2 separate regions of the Sus scrofa genome follow, and region 1 is linked to region 2. The links are chromatin contacts, called in public HiChIP or PLAC-seq maps. All regions are on one chromosome and are shown on one strand. Each heading gives the region's core, a stretch centred on a gene start, on an enhancer-like site or on the middle of the called end of the contact. The rest is flanking DNA. Distances are from core to core; before and after follow the strand shown.

What was found. HiChIP or PLAC-seq counts read pairs in DNA pulled down with a chosen protein or histone mark.
Region 1: a contact with region 2 is called in an H3K27ac HiChIP or PLAC-seq map of skeletal muscle, with 3 times the contacts expected there. The contact joins the promoter of UFSP2 here to the promoter of PRIMPOL in region 2. A contact is called at or near these places in 2 of 2 datasets of contacts at active chromatin or transcription factors (alveolar macrophages and skeletal muscle).

Annotation. Positions count from the first base shown.
Region 1 is chr15:46,469,338-46,472,200 of Sscrofa11.1, forward strand. It overlaps UFSP2 (ufm1-specific protease 2), which reads right to left and starts at 1,279. Exons shown (of 11, transcript XR_002339221.1): 1 at 1,193-1,279. C15H4orf47 (chromosome 15 open reading frame, human C4orf47) reads left to right here and starts at 1,552. Exons shown (of 8, transcript NM_001190210.1): 1 at 1,552-1,687.
Region 2 is chr15:45,762,859-45,765,726 of Sscrofa11.1, forward strand. It overlaps PRIMPOL (DNA-directed primase/polymerase protein), which reads left to right and starts at 1,403. Exons shown (of 15, transcript XM_021076332.1): 1 at 1,403-1,533; 2 at 2,405-2,464.

The sequences.
Region 1 (2,863 bases), core at 29-2,528, 710 kb after region 2:
TCAGCAGATTATAGACCCACTTAGTATCCAGGAGGATGTGGGTTCAATCCCTGCCCTCCCTCGGTGGGTTAAGGATCCAACACTGTCTCAAGTTGCAGCGTAGGTCACAGATGTGTCTCAGATCCTGAGTTGCTGAGCTGGCAGCTGCAGCTCTGAACTGATTCGACTGACCCCTAGCCTGGGAACTTTCATGTGCCACAGGTGCAGTTGTGTTAAAAACAAGACAAAACAAACTAAAACAAAAAAACCCCACTTAAGAGGCCAAAGTGGATGGTTGGATCTGATAGTGTTAGAGTAAAGGAGTGACAACTGAGGCCGGTTCCTTACGATGTGATTACTGAACAGATGTTCAGGAGTTGAGAAGAGAGAGATGTCACGGATGATTTCCAGGTTTTTGGCTTGAACAACCAAGTAGTGGAAGGGCAGCACAATGAACTGAGATGGGAATCACTAGAGAAAAAGCAGGTGTGGAATGAGGGGAGGTGGGAATGGTCAGCTTTCAACTTGCTGAGTTTGAAATACATATGAGCTACTCAAGTGGGGATACATTTAGTAGTGTGCAGGTCTGAAGCTCAGAATAAACATCTAAACTGAAGATATAATTTTGGAGAGGAGTTCCTACTGTGGTGCGGTGGGTTAAGGATCTTGTGCGGCCATAGCTGCACAGCTGTGGCACAGGTCTCAGCTGTGGCTCGGATTTGATCCCTGGCGTGGGAATTTCCCTATGCCCAGGGTGTGGCCAAAAAAAGGTTTTTTTGTTTTTGTAGAAATTATAGGGCGTAAAGTACTTAACACCACATGATTAAAGGAGCTGGCTGAGCCATCAGGAGGGAAAACCAAGAGTGTGTGACATCACAGCAGCTAAGGGAATAGACCATTTGGAAAGTTACATCTTCCCCAGGTCCAATCCTTTTTCAAAACCCTCAAAAACCCCTAATAAACAAAAACGCCTGGTTCGCAAACTGCATTCACAAGTAAAAGGTGGAGCGCGTAGTCAAAAGTGGCTGCGCTGGGGGCCAGGGCCAGTTTCCCTCCGGCCCTAACTAGACAGCCCATGGACGAGATAGCCCAGGCCACTGAGTCGCAGCTGCCACCAAGACGCCGGCGGGACCAGTTCTTTCAAGGGCTGTGGAGCGGTACTAGTGAAGCCTGAGAGGAAAGGCAGTACTCGGTGACGAGAAGGGGTACTCACCATAACTGCTACGTGGCCAACACAGAGGACGCCCGCCTACCGCGCAGAACGCTGGGCCGGAAGTGGCGTCATCGACGTCTGGGCTTTGAGAAAGGCCGACTACAACTCCCAACATTCCCTGCAGCATACGTCATGGACGTACCACTCCACCACATCTCGCGGATGGATAAAGAGGCGGGAAAGAGAAGACTCACTTTCGGACAGTTGTGTTGACTGCGTCATTCGTATCCTACAGACACTCTCACGTCTTTCTGTGAGGTTCTCCAATGGGGATTCTAACCTTTACACATCCTCCGGTAGCGTTCTTGGAATGGATTCTCCCGTAACCGAGGCAACGTCCCAAAATAAACCTCCTCGCAAAACTTGCTGGGTTGCTGAGTAGCAAGGGCCGGCGCGGGAAGGGCTCTTCCTGAGGTTGCTCGTGGCTCTGGTCGCTTCCGCAGTTGACTTGACCCGGGCTGGAGCTGGGACGTCTGATCTCGCTTCTCGGATTGGGTACCCTTCTTAGAGGTGACTTGGTCCTTGGGGCCCCCAGGTGTTGTCCTTTAGATACCTACCTACTCTGAGCCTCCGTTTTCCTAGTGGGACGTCATTTTGTTCATCACCTCAGCCAGAAGTTTACTGTTCCTCTGTCCCACCTCACCCCCCGCCCCAAGGCACTTTATCCGTAACTTTCGATGGGAACTTGCTGTTCCACCCTGTTATACTTAGTTAAGTCTTGTCTACTGCTCCCTAGGGTCAGGATCTGTGCATTTATTTAAAATCTGTTTTCCTAGCTTGTACCACAGCCCTAGTCAGAGTGGCTTGCAAACTGTGAAATCATTGAATGAATGGATTTGTAAATGTTGCTCAAGAAGAGTTAAGCAGTGCAGAAAATGCAAGACAGGGACTCCTTTTCTATCCCTCCCCGTCACCCCCGCCACCCTGTTTCCTTTCTTTATTTTTTTTCATTCTGGTAAGGAAGAACCTCCTTCTTGGAAACCACAGTTCAGCGGGAAAGAGTTGTTGGTTAAAGGATCCCTACAGTGTAACATAATCCATTAGTTAACCATGGTGAGGGGTTGGAAAGAGTAGTAAAGAGAAGAACGTGCCGCTATGACAGAGGGATTTAAAGAAGTGAGGAATGAACTAAACAATTAGAAGGATCAGTATTAATTGGAGGAATGAAAGCGGTCTGCATAGTGGTACCTGGCTAAAGTGAAACAGCATATGCTAGGGTCCTGTGGCTGGAGAGAGCCTGACTTGAGAACTGAAAAAGGACAATTGGAACCCAGATGCCATGGAGGGGGGCGGTTCCCATGATGACAGATGAGGGCGATAGTGGCCTTGATAGAACCATTTCAGGATTTGAGCCTTTAAGGATTTAAGCCCCTGTAGCATCACAGGAAGCCTTTGTGGATGGTCGGTGAAGATGGAGCTTTGAAATCGATGCAAATCGAATTAATACACTCTGACTGACTTTTAGGTTTGTTGTTTTTTTTTTGCCTTTTTCTAGGGCCGCATCCGCAGCCTATGGAGGTTCCCAGGTCAGGGGTCTAGTCAGAACTGTAGCCGCCAGCCTATGCCAGAGCCAAGCAATGTGGGATTCTAGCCGCATTTGAGACCTACACCACAGCTCAGGCAAGGTCCTTAACCCACTGAGGGAGGCCAGGGATCAAACCCGCAACCTCA
Region 2 (2,868 bases), core at 153-2,652:
CTGGAAGGATTCATATAGGCTTTCAGGTCTGAACATGATCAGGAGTTTGATACTTGAAATTACCTCTTCAGAGCGCGGAGTCAAAAGTCAACCCGAGAAAATCTAGGCCTGAGACGAAGGCAAGAGAGACCAAACCCTCACCCAGTAATGGGAGGATCAGCCCCAAGGGCCAGAGCTTGACCAGCTCGCCTCCTGCCCTCAGGTCATCTTTTCTCCGAGCCCATCCTCTTCAACTTCTTTCCGATTCAAATTTCAGTCTCAGATCCCCGCTGCCTCCCGCAACCCGGGTCCGAGTTCCTACCACCCGGCCTCAGCGCCCCCGCCTGGCCTCCCGCACTTCTCCCCGGATTCAGCGACCGGGTCAAGCCTCCCGCTATCAAGCTTCGGCGTGCTGACCCAGTTCTACCGACTTCCTCTTTTTCCACCAGGCTTCTGGATCTTCGTTCATCCACCAATCCCCTGGGCTCGTTGACTCCGACTGGGTCTCCGCTCCCCAGCCTCCCGTTGCCGGTTCCACATCCCGGTGTGGTCTCCCGCCACCCGTGCGGCCCAGCCTATCTTCAGTCCAGCCTCCCATCCCCAAAGCTCGGCATTCGCAGCCGGGTCTCCGCTCCCCGGCCTGGGCTCCCATCTCCGGGCTGGGTCTCTGGATCTGCGGGATTCAGCTCGTCCCCGCCCCCGTCGTCGTGGCAAAACAAAGGACCTACCGCCCGAACCCTGCCCGTCTCCCTGGAGAAGCTGCAGGCTCGCGCAGGTCCCCGGGGCGGGCGTTAGGTTTGGAGGGGTGGAGGGATCCGGCCCAGGGCCACCGCACAGAGGAAAGAATCTTGGAAGGCATCACTCACCGTCCAGCACGCACACCACAGTCACCTTCTCTCTCCCCGCCAACTCTGCTTCCGCCGCCGCAAAACTTGGAGTTGAGCTCCGCAGCAGACCCCGCCTCCAATGGCTCCGCCCCTCCGCTCCGCAAGCTCCACTCAAAGCCGACACGTTAGTCAGGCCCCAGCTCGCCCCGCCTCCCACCCCCTCAACCCCCGAGAACCCGCTCCCCCGGAGAACATCGTCCCTTCGGAAAACAGCTCCCGGATTCCCGGCTCTCCGCGTTAGCCTTTCCCCGCCTCCAGGAATGCAGCTCCCTTAAAGTCCTTGCCAGGTCGGAGAATTTCGTCCTCTCACAGGCCCCGCCCCGCACGAGAGCACCGCCCTCTCAAGGCCACGCCCCACACGAGAATACCGCCCCTTCGCAGGCTCTTCCGGCGAGAGAACGTTGCTCGGCGGGGAACACTAACCCTTCACCGTCTGGCGAACTCCTGCCTTCTCAGCTGTCCGCGCCCGCCTTTCCCGGCCGCCGAGAACGCTGCTGACAAGTCCCCGCCCCGCCCAAGAACACCGTCCCGTCGCGCTCCCTGCTCCCCGCCTCGGTCCCGCCCCCGCTCCAGGTTTGAAGATTCGGTCCCGCCACAGTCCGCTGGTCGCAGGTTCCGCCAGCCGCTGAGGACCCGCGGGTTTCCGCCCCAGCGTAGGTTTCTGGAGGTAACGGAGGGGCCCTGAAGGCCGCACAGGACCCCAGAGGCAAAGAGAAGGGAGCCCCGGGCGGGCGCTCCTGGAGGAAGGGAAGCCGGCCGCAGCCTTAGGTCACCCCCATCCCTGTACCTAAATCAAGAGCTCTAATCGCCCTCCGTTTGAACCCCCAGCCTATTTGGGGTCACGAACTCTTTTCAGACCCGGTATCATTTTCGCACAAGGATATACCAATGCAATTGAGCAGGCTATTCTTCGCCAATTTCAAGGGGTTCATGACATCCTGACGAGTCCGGGCCCCGGTGAAGGACTAGTCCACTCCCCACACTTTGTTCATTTGGATATCAATCAGGGGCGATGTTTTGTGCACAAATACACTTCGTTCTGTGTACGGCTTGTGTTCGTGGAGTGCTCATCTGTGCTCTTACCTTTTCTTACTCTTTCAACAAGCCCTGGAGGTAGGAATTACAATTCCCACCTGGGCTTTAAAAGGCTAATTAGTTTGCTCTAATTCAGTTACACGAGTTAAAACTCACCTCCCAAGAATGAAACCTAGGCCTTTATCCCTCCCATATTGAGAGAGGACCGTGTTTGACCTTTTTCTGCTGCAGTAAAATAGGAAGAGTAGGACACATTCCCAATCTCAACAGTGATTAGCATGCAGTTATTCATAAGGAAGGCAGTACTGTACCATTTTTTTTAGCTAGTGCTGTTATGTAATAGTGAAGCCCAGACCCCTTTCTTACTAAAATGAAACTTCTGTTGCAGCAGCAGCAGCAGTTTTCTGTTGTTATGTAAATTACACTTAAGAGAAACTTTAATTATAGCAAAACAGTTGGCTGAAGGCAATGTCTTCTGACTTAGTCTGATGATTTCTTTTTAGCAGAGGTGTCAGAGGTGGCAGAACTTGAACTGAGCCTCGAAGGGGAAGACTTTGGCAAAGGTGAGTGGGGTGTTGCAGATGAGGGAGGGAAACCATACTTTAGGGCTCTTGGAGTGAGCCAGGTGCAGGCAATGGTCATTATTCATTTGGTGAGAAGGCTGAACAACAAGAAATCAAATAGGTAGCTGGTTTACGGCCAGATCCTGGAGATTTTGGACTTGCTGAGGTAAACTCTACTGTGCATTAATTATGTGATGCTCTGCATCATTAAGGCATGTCCTTGAGGAAATGTTAAGAAAATAGTCTTAAGCGTGTTTAATCTGGCCGAGTTAGGCTCTTTGGATGGGATATCTTGTGGGGATGGTAAAAAGGTGGAACTGGAAAACACAGTGTATCACTAGATGTTTTCTTCCCTTCGGGAGATTTTTGGGAAATATGGGTAGTTTCAAGCATAGGCAGAATGA